4 separate regions of the Mus musculus genome follow, and all the other regions are linked to region 3. A link is a contact called in public Hi-C data. All regions are on one chromosome and are shown on one strand. Each heading gives the region's core, a stretch centred on a gene start, on an enhancer-like site or on the middle of the called end of the contact. The rest is flanking DNA. Distances are from core to core; before and after follow the strand shown. Region 1 has its middle 120 kb from the start of Gm45999. Region 2 has its middle 85 kb from the start of Gm45999. Region 3 has its middle 26 kb from the start of A730082K24Rik. Region 4 has its middle 61 kb from the start of Gm34282.

Region 1 (2,946 bases), core at 245-2,744, 350 kb before region 3:
AGTGTTTTACGTGAGGGAAGCCCTCAATAAATATTTATTAAATGATTAGACACAAATTAAGTGACTTCATAATTGCTCTCTCAGAATGGGAGAAGAGTGACACTCGTATAGGAAAAGAAGAATCTCATTTTTTCTTGTGTAGGGAAGTTGCTGATAGGAAGATAGCTTAGCTGCTCTAGGCAGACATGGCCGCTACTATGCACAGAGATTTTCCTACAATTGAGCATGTTTACCACAAACATAAAGGAGACAGTTATCAACTAGAATTTGAGATAGCTGATTTTAACATTCTCTGCTAATGCTTAGAATCAAATATTTAGTTCTTATTTAATCAACATGCTGTATGACTTAAGAGTTCCCTACAAAATAAGGCCTTTTGCAATTCAATGTTTTTGGATTTAAGAGCTATATTTAAACAATAATTAATTTACTAGCAAACAGTTACATTAATAATAGCTATCCATTGCCTTAATAAAAAGCAATTTGAATGTCCCAGTCAATGAACAATTAAACTACATTAGACAATTCCCTATGGTGCTAGGTCCTATATTATTTTCTTTCTTGTTTGTTTATATTTATTTTATACATATAAAATATAGTGCAAACTATTTGCCTGCATATATATAGGTACACTAAGTGCATGCCTACTGCCCTCAGAAGTTAGAAGAAGGCAATGAATTGCCTGCAACTGTAGTTATAGGTGATTGTGAGCCACCATGAGTACCTAAAATTGAACCCAGATCATTTCTAAGAGCAAAAGTCCTCTAAATCACTAAGCCACCTCTCCATCCTGAGATCATAGTTTCAAAGTTCCTAACATAATATCATCAGAAGTACTCAGAGTCAGATAATCATTAGGGTGATTCTGAGCTGGTTATATCCAGAAGCTTGAAAAGATGAGACAGAAATACAAACGAACACAAAGCACTTGCACAAGACAACAAGCCAGAGGGAAACGTTGTCTCTGCAAGTTTAAAAATCTGCCTCTGTAATAATTTTTCTCTAATTCTTTTTAAAGTGCCTGTCTTAATTATAAATTTCAAAGATCAAAATAAGACTAGAATCATCAGGTAATATGTTCTTGGGCTCTGCACACATTAGTTTGCTTATTTTTTTTTCCAGATGAGGCTTGATGATTTTGTTCACAGATGACTGGCCCTCTTCATCTTTTCCAGCTGCTTTGACGTGTCCCTTAGAACAGGACAGAATTCTGAAGATCACACCGAACTCAAATAATCCATCTAGTTATCAGTGACCTCACCGAAGTCTCTGAGATTTAAAAGTTAAGAAGTTCAGCTTTCCGCTGCTCTCATTTGGGGGTTATGTGTCTTTTATTTAGAAGATGGAGTGAGATGGCAGTTGGCCCAGGTCAGTAACCTTTTCTCTTTGTCCTGAGATGAATGCCAAAAGCTATTACCAGGAAAAGAGGAAAAACAAGTTTCTATTTGGCTTTTCACTGTTCCAGCAGTAAACAGCAGTGCAGGCTCAGGGGCCTTGCAAGTGAACAGGGTTTAATTTAATCTCCGGGTTGTCCTGGTAAACATCCTTTCAGCTGTCCCCAGCTAAGCCATTTTCTCCTTTGCTAGGCTGATGCTTGGTTTTCAGCCAAGTGCCTGGTGCTGGGTTCTCAGCGGATCTAACTCTTGCCTCTGACCTCTCCTGCCTCCACAGTCCCAGCTCACTCATGCTTGAGATATCTGGACCCTGGATGGTCTCTGACTTGGCATGTAAGTCTAATTCGATGGAACACAGAGACCTGTCATAGTGGAAAGACTGTGGCTTCAGGGAGGCAGAGCAATTGAAGTTTGAGTCCCAGTCCCTCTGAGTATGCAATTGGACTTTGGTTAGATTTGTGATTTCATCTCCAGGAGTCCTCATTTCTTCTTCAAATGAAATGGGGCAAATGTTCTAATCCAACAGCTGTTTTCTGCCTTGGGGAAAGTACCATATACCACATACCTGAGAGCATAAAGTCTGAGTTTCCATTCCTCTGCTAGCCAGTTTTGCACACTGAAGAGGCAAAACATTTCCAAACACCACTGATGAGCTAAACTAAGGCCCAAAGGTGCTAACTGGGATGGTGGGGAGCTCAGACCTGGGTGAAACAGGTGGGAGAAGGGAGCATGTTAGTGTCAAGATAATCAGAAAGTCCAAACAATGGACTAAAGCAACTTCAGGTTTGGGGCAATCTCAAGTATAGAAGAAGGAGCCAACTGTTTTTAACTGGCTATTGAATCAGTATTTGTCAGATGACTTCTGTGTGCCTGACTCTGCTTCTCATCGAGGACAGATGACATCCTTCTCCAATATATAACCCAGTTGGAAAGACAGCCACTGGGTAAGTAATTATGTGATTGGCAAAAATCCAAAGAGTCCAGGCCCCTATGTCAATTAGGACCAGTGATAGGAACTGGAGGTGGTTGGTGTCAACATGACTCAGAGAGGCATGGAGTAAAATGGTTGGGCCATCTGAATGTTGTAGAAAGTTCCAGTAGACAGGAACTGTGAGCATTGAAACCTAGCATTACCTGATCTTTAAACCATGAATCTAGAGAGTACATTTGCTTAGAGGTGAGACTTTTTAAAAAAATATTCTTTACAGAGGCATTGTATGTTCTGGTAATGACCATCCAAGGACTTCAATGGCAGTCCATGGAAATAACTGGGCTAAAGATATTGCTTGTTGGCTTGTATAATGTTGTATTTGTTTCTGTTTTCAGTTAGAATTAGTTTTCAGATTTTAAAGTTAAAGAGATTAAACACTAGAGGGACTGACAGACAGTCAGATATTCAGCTATTCAGATAGACAGACACTCTCACGGGGGTGTGGGGGGGTGGTGGTGGCGGCATGTAGAGAGAGTGTGTAGATAAATATGTATGTACTCACTAGTTTTTGCCATGTGCTGTCCTGTGACAACTTGGGACTCTGCTAACAGTTTATCACCT
Region 2 (2,854 bases), core at 225-2,724, 390 kb before region 3:
TTTTTTTTGGCTCCTTTTCTTTCTTTCTTTCTTTCTTTTTTTTTTTTCCTTGTTGGCCCCTTCAGCATTTCTTTTCTGGTTGGTATAAGAAATATTTGGATTTAGCAAATTAGAATTTGGTCAGGTCATAGCTTTGGCTTCCCTGGGAGTACTAGCTGAGGGCTTAGAAGCTCTCTCCTCTCCTCTCCTCTCCTCTCCTCTCCTCTCCTCTCCTCTCCTCTCCTCTCCTCTCCTCTCCTCTCCTCTCCTCTCCTCTCCTCTCCTCTCCTCTCCTCTCCTCTCCTCTCCTCCTCTCTCTGTCTCTCTGTCTCTCTCTGCTCTGTCTCTCTCCTGTCCACTGTCCACTATTCATCTTCATCCCTCCTTCACTGCCCTCTCCCCTTTCCTTCTTCTCAAGAACTTCTCATGCCAAGAGAGTTTTAAGATCTCATCTGATTGGTGCAGGAAACTCAAAAGTTGAATGAGCAGAATCATAAATTGAGGGCCAGAAAACCAAGGCTCTCTTCTTAATTCTGCTCCAAATGCTTTGTGATCCTGAGTGAGTTACTCCATCTCTCTGAGCTGCTATCTCCTCTGGTATGATATTATCACTTCATGATGGTGTCACCAGGTACAAGTGAGTCGGCTAAAGTGGAAGTGTTGGGGTGACAGGGATAGCTCTCTATCTAACTGTTTTGTCCTAGTGTTTGGCCAAATGATTATGTAGAGAGCATGTTGCTAATCATTTGCTGATATACAAGTCAAATAAAATTATTCTAAGCAGAGTACCTGGCACAATGCCTGGTTCCCAGGAAACACAGAATCATTATATCACAAATTTCAACTGCTGTGAGCTACCTGCTGAGACCTTCCGATCAGGCTGATGGTGATGTGCCCACAGATCAGCTTATTATTTAATCACAGACACCAATCTTTATAGCCAAGCTCTATTTCCTGGTAGCCAAAACCCAGAGAAGGATTATAGATCCTTCAGTATCACACAGCACAGTGAAGAGAGGGTTGGGTACCAGCCTCAGTTTACCACTCTGCCTCTTTGGACGGGAGAGAGGGTAAGCCATCGGTCTCCTCTCTGTCGGAGAAGCATGCCATGCTCACAAGGTCTCTAGGGATCAGGAGAGGAAGCTGCATCATGCAGCAGAAGGCTGGCCCACAGCCCTGCTTGCCTGCCAAGGGACTGTAAGATCTCCCAGGTCACAGTGGGGTAGCTCCGACTTTTGTTTGTTTCTCCCTCCATCCCACTGTCCATCCATGCAAGCCCTCTCTTCCCCTTTAAGTCTCTTTTTCACCAATTATTTACTTGAGGTGACATCATTGGAAAATGTGAGGGGTGGCAGCAGGGTGGAAACCCTAGCTGTCCCTGGACAGAAAGCCTGTTTTCAATGCTGCCATTGGTCCTTGGTTTCCCAGCATGCTTGTGCCATGTAGTACTCTTGGTACTGTGGAAACAGTATTCTGGGGTGACCTGAGGCCAACAGTGGCTCAGGTCCTCCTATCCACTGGATAGAAACTTCCCTGTCTTCTTCTGAGCACTGCTGAACTGGCCTGGGGAAGGCTCACAGAATAGATTCTTCTTGCCCCATGGGAATACCACAGCACCCAAAACTGCCAGCTTGGGTTGGTGACAATACATTCTTTTCTCCCCACAGGCTTCAAGGCTGTCTGCAGGGTCTGGGCTCCTTTGCCAATTTGGATGCCTTGAAAGAAACATTGTTCCAAATGGAGTCTAGAGGAAGAGCGATAATCTTCCTTTGCTTATCAAATTTGAGGGGAAAAAAGTTGACATCCCATTTTGTTAAGTGCTGGCTCAGCTCTTTTTGCCAACAAGAAGAGAGGAACCAGCTGCATGTGCCCAGTATGGGAAGCTAATTCTGCTCCACTCAGATGTCCTGGTGCTCTCCACCTGGTCAGGTCAGACTTGGGGTCTGCTGGGAACCTCAGGTTCCTGGGGAACCTCTTGGTGCCCTTTTACATTTCCGGAGAAGCTCACCATTTATCGCTTCTGTCAACACTGCTGCTTAAATTCTCAAGGGGGAAGAGACAGACAGCTCACTGGAAAGTGCTGGCTTTAAATGTGGAGAGAGCACTTCAAGTTCTCAGGATGAGAAAGACGAGTGTGTCTGGGATCTTCGAGCAGATGCCCAGTTTATCTCACTTCAAATCAACTCCCTCTGACTGGACACTTTCCTGGATGAATTAATTGAGCGTAGCTAAAGCCAAAATGCTCCTGTGATTAAGGAGCTAGGCAGAGGGGTACCAGGTCAGGATGTCAGCCCAGGAGGAGGGTGGGGACCTGTTTACTTCTATTCTCCTAACAGAAGGAATAGGCCGGGGCAGCCCACTGGAAATAATTTTGAATAATCTCACTCTATTACTGAAAGTGAAATTGAGTCTGCTCAAGCTACCCCAGTGATCCGACATTTCAGCGAAACAGGAAACTAATATTCAATTCATGCGGCATAAGATAAGTGACAGAAGGAAAAGCAGGGTGAAATCTGTAAGTTTTCAGTTTTCAATTTGTGAAGCTTATTTATTACTAGAAAGAATCATGAATATAGCTCACATAGACCGGGGGAGTGGGGGTCATTAAACCAATGGTCATTAGCAGTGGTGTGTTGTGTGTATGTATGTGGTAGGGTGTCTGTTTTGTCTGTGTTTGTATGTGTGTGTGTGTCTATCTGCCTGTATATGTGTTTCTGTGACTGTCTGTCTGTCTGTTTCTAGGTGTGTATTTGTGTGTCTGTGTATATATAAGTGTATCTATGTGTCTATTTCTCTGTGTATATCTGAGTATGTGAATAAGTATATCTCCATGTCTGTGCCTGTATGTGTATATTTGTGTATATAAATAAGTGTA
Region 3 (3,055 bases), core at 272-2,771:
TGTCCTACACACCCACTCCCACTTCTTGGCCCTGGTGTTTCCCCTGTACTGGGGCATATAAAGTTTGTAAGACCAAGGGGCCTCTCTTCTCAATGATGGCCAACTAGGCTATCTTCTGCTACATATGCAGCTAGAGACATGAGCTCTGGGGGTACTGGTTAGTTCATATTGTTGTTCCACCTACAGGGTTGCAGATTCCTTTAGCTCCTTGGGTACTTTCTCTAGCTTCTCCACTGGGGGTCCTGTGTTCCATCCAATAGCTGACTGTGAGCATCCACTTCTGTGTTTGCCAGGCACTGGCTTAGCCTCACAAGAGACAGCTATATCAGGGTCCTTTCAGCAATATCTTGCTGACGTATGCAATAGCGTCTGCGTTTGGTGGCTGATTATGAGCTAACTGTATTCTATACTAAAAAAAAAAAAAAAAAAAAAAGACTAAAGACATTAATTGGAGGTCATAGGACAATTTAGCTGAGGAGCCTACATACAAGCCCAGGAAATCTGAACTTTATTCTAATGACCTAGCCTGGTACCTAGGACAGAATCAACCAAAGAAATGTGGCAAAGGATCTTTGTCATGTTTATGAACTGCAGGCCAGCTCTGTGCATGGATCTTTGCTGCCTTCAGCAGATCTGAAGCATGCCTAGTGGTTTTTATTAAAAGGAAGAGAGGTGCCTGGGAGGGACTCAGTAAAGGGGAAAACAATGCCTGCTACACCCCCACCCTCTAGGAGCTGGGTGCCTTGGCCACAGAGGAGACACTGATGCCTTCCAGGAGAACACAACTGAAGCAGTAACAACAACAAAGTGGCATGGGGAGAAAGAGCAGAAATCAAGACTTCAGTTTTCAGCTGTCACCTGTCTATCATAGGCTCTGAAACAAGGACAGCTGTCCTCTGAGGCATGGCAACGCCAGTGTGAGCTAGCTCTAGAATCCAGATGGAAAGAATAAAATACAAAGGAGAGAAGCCATGATGATCATGTGGCTTAGGCTAAACAAGGCGTTCCGGGTCCCACTTTGGTCCAGATTCTCTTCTCCAGGTGACTCACCATGTTTGGTTGGTCCAGTTCCTTGTTCAATGCAGAGACTGTGGTAGACAAGATCAGGGAACCAGGGTCCTCAGACCAGTTAGAATCCCATTCTGGCCTCAGTTTGTCCCATGTATAAAATCAGGAGGTCAATTAAATTTTAATACCTTTAACATCTTGAAAATCCCATGTGCCCTCGACTCACTTTACCCACAGCCATAAATCAATATCCTTGGGGCAAATGATTTCATTTAGGTCAAATGATTACTTGTACATATACAGGGGAGAAATAAAGACACCACACACACACACACACACACACACACACACACACACACACACCTCCTGAACCTCATGTTTATAGAGCCCACTCCCACCTCAGTCATACACAAAGCATCCAGACAGTCGAGCAGAGGCACAAACACCTGGACTCTCTAAGCTGCTCCTTCCCCCACCCACTCTCTTGATCCCGCCCCACAGCCCCCTTTCCAACTCCCCTGCTGGGTAGCCAAGAGGGCCTAGCCTTCCACTGTCTAGTTACCTAAGATGATGGGCTGGTGCCACCCAATGGTCAGGATCAGAAGTACACCCTTGGTTTCAAGACCCAAAGGGGATTGGAAAGGGTCCAGGGTCATTCAATCCATCATTCTCTGTGCAGTGAGGTTGTGTCCAGAGTTGCCCTAGATAGACCAGGCTGCCTATGGTCGTAAACCTTCTCAAAGGTCAGGGGATTGTCACTGACACTCTGGGAGACTTTGGGCCAGGCCAGAGCCTAAAAATATTGGGTGCAAACTGTGTGCTCAGCACCATTCTAGAAGCTTTATCTGCAGTCTCCTTTTGATCCTCACACCTGCTGCTTTGCAGGGCATGTATTACTGTCTCTATTTTAAATAACTACTACTAAGAGGGGTGACTCTGAGACACAACTCCAGCTCTGACTGGCAGTCACCTGGCCACCCTGGACTTAGTCTTCTCTACATCTTTGAATCTAATCATTCATTCATTCATCCATTCAGTAATTCAGTCAGTCAGTCAGTCATTCAGTCACTCACTCACTCACTCACTCACTCACTCATTCTTCCTGTGAATGTTATGGATAGGATCCATGTTAGAAAGAATTCAGAGGGGCACCAAGGTATGACTTTAAATAGCTTCTAGGCTTCAAGAGTCAATGAGTGTTGTGTCTTCCAGAGTCCTTAAATATATAACCTTAGAGGCTCTTCTTTGTCAAGTTGTATGTAAGTACAAATGGTAAAAATGAAGCCCTAGCCTAGAGTGGAAGGCAGCCAGCACATAGAGGAGAGCAGCCAATGTGCTTGAGCAAAGACTCTTCAGTCCACATTCTTCTAATCTAGGACTGCCCCAATGTGAGCCCAAACACAGTCAAGGAAAGAGTGAAAAAAAACTGTGGTAATTGGTTTCAAAGGACTCTGTTTGTGTCACAGGTGAGAGCCAGGAGCAGAGAGGCACTTCAAGTGCAGAGAAACTCGGTATGTCCTGCCATTCTGACATCTCCAGCCTCTCTCCACAGCCCAACTCCAACCTTTGTCCCTACTCAACTGCTTCTCCACCTGCATCCTCACAGAGTCCTACTTCCCAAGCTCCAAACAGCCCACAATTCACTAGCTCCTGATCTTTGCTTATTTTGATTAATGCATAGGAATAGAATAATAGAATCATAGTATGTGAAATACCAGAAAAAAATCACCCAGTCCAAAGTGTGTGGATAAGTAAGAGACCTAGGTAAGAAGATTGATCCAAGATCACATGGCCAGCATATGTTATGGTATAGCACCATACAATGTAGCCTGTAAAATAACTGGGTGCAGAGTTCACACTGCCCTTTCCAGGATCACTTTCTCCCTTTCCTCTTCATCACCATCCTTGTGAAATCAGACAGTGATGGAGGTCTGCATCAATCAATTCTAAGTCATCTTTTCACATTCCCATTCCTTTCCAGTTTCCCAGCCCAAGTATAACTGTCCTTGAAGACAGAAAACACCTTTACTTTCTTATAAAGTCTTAA
Region 4 (2,781 bases), core at 199-2,698, 270 kb before region 3:
TCCACAATCACTTGTTGCAAGCAGACCTCAGTACTAGAGGTGGCAAGCATGGGAGGTATAGCCAACCTATACACCCTAGGAATGCAGACACTTTCCCCCTTTCATTAAGCCCTGCTTCATGGGATGATTTAGACGGCCACTCCAATAAGGGAAGGGCAGAGTTCCAAACACTAACACATAGGGCTCTAGCACTTCTGTTTTCCCTCCTCCCTTTCCTCTGATAGTGCACCTGCAGTTGTCCTCATCGGGCCCTAGCTTCTACACTGGATGAGACAGCACTGTCCAGGAGAATGCAGACCCTGGACAGACAGGTCCATGTTCAACAGAACCTATGGCATCTCTCCAGTAAGGTCCCAGGCTACCACCTCAGCTTTACAACCGTACGTTTCTGAAGCCTGCTCTTCACCTGCTTAGTCAATTTCCATGGCTTGGACATGGCTCCTTGAATGCTAGTCCTTGTCTCTGCCTAGGTCTCCTGCACAGGAAAGCTTTCAGTCTCCAGGCCCAAACAAAGACAAGTAATGTCTCTCTCTCTCTCTCTCTCTCTCTCTCTCTCTCTCTCTCTCTCTCTCTCTCTGTGTGTGTGTGTGTGTGTGTGTGTTTCATCACAGGGTCTCTGTGTTGGCGAGCCTAGTTCAAATCCCAGCTCTGCCACCCTTGGCTAAATGATCTCAAATGAGGTACTGAACTGTTTCCTCTTGGAACAAGGGAGATAATAATAGCATGTGTTTTGTCAGCACTGTTACAAAGATTAGACAAGTTAATCCATATAAAGCCCCGAGAACAGTGCTAGGCACGTAGCAAACACTTGAAAATGTTAGTTAGCGCTATCACCAACTCGGAGCGTCATGCCAAGGGTCTTACCTAGGCTGTGATATTAATCCTCTGAACAACTGCACATGGAAGGTATTATTAAGGATTTGGTACGAATAATTTATCACAGCTCAGAGGTTAAACCTCAGCCTGGGTTTGATTTAGGCAGGATTCCAGCCCAGTTCTGGAACATCTGCCTTTGGAATTCGGCTGCCTTAGTAGGCTTCTTCTCTGTATCCGCCATAGCATCCTGTTTTGTGCCCAGCCCCTCCTGTGCATGGGAGGAGGGAGTGGCAGCATGTTGGTAGCCTTGACCTGGTGCCTGCCTCTGCCTTGGCCGGACTAGAGCGGCTCTCTGGGATCTGGTTAGCAGCTAATGATCAGTGGGCTCTGGCTGTAATGATCGGATTAGCTGTGCCTTAATCACTGTCTATTGTTTCAGCAGCGAGAGAATTTCACAGCTCATTGACTGCTCTGACTCCTAATCTACACGGAGGAAACAATGTCGCAGCTCATCAAAGGCAATCAGCTGCTAATTGAAAGGAAATGGAATTTTACAATTACAGGCCACCTTTCAGTGCTCAGGATTTCTAAGCACTTCTCTCCACCCTCCTCTGCCAGCTCAGCACTGGCAGTAGCAATGACACCCCTGCTAGAGTCTTCCCTGAGAGCTGCATTTAGAAGCCTGGCTCCATAGGCCAGCAAAGGGAAATGGGCATCTTAGCCAACGTCTGGTCTGTCCTTCAAAGCTGGATGTAAGGAAAATGCAAGGGGTTGAACATCGGGAGAGCAAAGGATGGTCCAGCTTCCCCTACCCAACCCCTGCCACATTGAGCATACCCCCTTCTTCTCTGTGCTCCTCTCTCCTCTCTGAAATGGAGACATTGACTCTGACGACCTCCAAGACTCCTCTCTGCTCTGGTGATTCTATTTGCTGTCTTCACTGTTTCTCCCAGAGAGTAGAAGACAGTTCACTGGAGTCCTTTTCCTTGCCCAAATATCTGCTTTCTCAAGTGCTTCCAATGTGACTGTCTTAGATCTCCCAAAGGACTAGTTCTAATGAGGCTTTAATGGGATGGAAAGCAAATCTGGGAGCTAGCCCACTCAGCCCTCTGATGAGACATCTCTCTCCCCTTCCTGGATCCATTCACTCTCTTGGATGAATATCAATCACGATTAATTCTAAAGACAGCCCCGTGAATTGTTCTGGGTTCTGTCTTTTTCCCAGGGAGATTCTGTGGAGACAAGATTGGGAGGGCTGCTGGCCAGGAGGGCCTTGCTGCCTTGACCCTGTCTTCCAGCCCCATTTCCAGCCGCCTTTCCTCTGAGAACAAGACAAGCCCATGTCTGCTTTGAGCTCTGGTCTGTATCATCCTTCAATAGCACTTGTCTGTCCCTGAGCACAGCCGAGGCTCCATAACCCTGCAGTGCCATTCTCTCAGGATTCCCATGATCCCTGGCTTGTCAGATATGCTTATCAGGCCGACACTGGAGCCCTTCCACCCTTTTAATTTTTTTTTTTTTTTTTTTTTTTTTGCAAGCAGACATGTTATGGAGTATCTCAAAAAAACAAAAGCATGATCAAAAATAGTTTCTGTTTGGCCATGTTTCAGTTTCAGTCCCATTTCCTTGCTTTAGACAGACACTGCAGCAGGACCCTAGTGTGACTTATGGCCTAGAGAAATGGACAGTAATTGAGGCAAATCGAGGCAGCCAAGGGCTGGCTGAATCTCCTTTCCACCAGCCCACAATGTGCTGGGAAGAGGCAGGGTATGGGCCTCCCACTGTCTTTTTAGAACCCAGGCTCAAGGAGAAGATGGGAGGAGAAAGACCACAAGGGCTAAGGTAAACCAGGACAAGAGAGAAGAGGAGAAAGTGGTGACGGAGCTGGGCTGTATTCTCTAATATGAGAATGACTTGGAAGCCAGAAGAGAGTCTAGGTTGGATATGGTAATAGATACACAGGCC

What was found. Hi-C and Micro-C count contacts between places; a contact is called where the count stands out from the background.
Region 1: a contact with region 3 is called in a Hi-C map of the N1E-115 cell line, with 10 times the contacts expected there. The contact joins two enhancer-like sites. A contact is called at or near these places in 1 of 15 datasets of contacts at CTCF or cohesin (large pre-B cells) and 1 of 484 Hi-C or Micro-C datasets (the N1E-115 cell line).
Region 2: a Hi-C map of the N1E-115 cell line shows a contact between it and region 3, with 8 times the contacts expected there. The contact joins two enhancer-like sites.
Region 4: a Hi-C map of the N1E-115 cell line shows a contact between it and region 3, with 7 times the contacts expected there. The contact joins two enhancer-like sites. A contact is called at or near these places in 2 of 39 promoter capture datasets (liver and pre-B cells), 21 of 484 Hi-C or Micro-C datasets (the C3H10T1/2 cell line, the G1E-ER4 cell line, the HPC-7 cell line and 17 more) and 1 of 115 datasets of contacts at active chromatin or transcription factors (stem cell-derived neural progenitor cells).

The regions. Positions count from the first base shown.
Region 1 is chr7:115,273,564-115,276,509 of GRCm38.p6, reverse strand. No RefSeq gene overlaps it. Among named protein-coding and RNA genes, the nearest start is that of Gm45999, 120 kb to the left of the region's middle. Within about 2 kb of position 1,494, at least 14 of the 459 cell types and tissues checked have an H3K27ac peak or open chromatin away from gene starts, as enhancers often do. A contact at or near this core is called in the N1E-115 cell line, where this site is marked.
Region 2 is chr7:115,311,916-115,314,769 of GRCm38.p6, reverse strand. No RefSeq gene overlaps it. Among named protein-coding and RNA genes, the nearest start is that of Gm45999, 85 kb to the left of the region's middle. Within about 2 kb of position 1,474, at least 14 of the 459 cell types and tissues checked have an H3K27ac peak or open chromatin away from gene starts, as enhancers often do. A contact at or near this core is called in the N1E-115 cell line, where this site is marked.
Region 3 is chr7:114,920,902-114,923,956 of GRCm38.p6, reverse strand. No RefSeq gene overlaps it. Among named protein-coding and RNA genes, the nearest start is that of A730082K24Rik, 26 kb to the left of the region's middle. Within about 2 kb of position 1,521, at least 18 of the 459 cell types and tissues checked have an H3K27ac peak or open chromatin away from gene starts, as enhancers often do. A contact at or near this core is called in the N1E-115 cell line, where this site is marked.
Region 4 is chr7:115,192,073-115,194,853 of GRCm38.p6, reverse strand. No RefSeq gene overlaps it. Among named protein-coding and RNA genes, the nearest start is that of Gm34282, 61 kb to the right of the region's middle. Within about 2 kb of position 1,448, at least 26 of the 459 cell types and tissues checked have an H3K27ac peak or open chromatin away from gene starts, as enhancers often do. A contact at or near this core is called in the N1E-115 cell line, where this site is marked.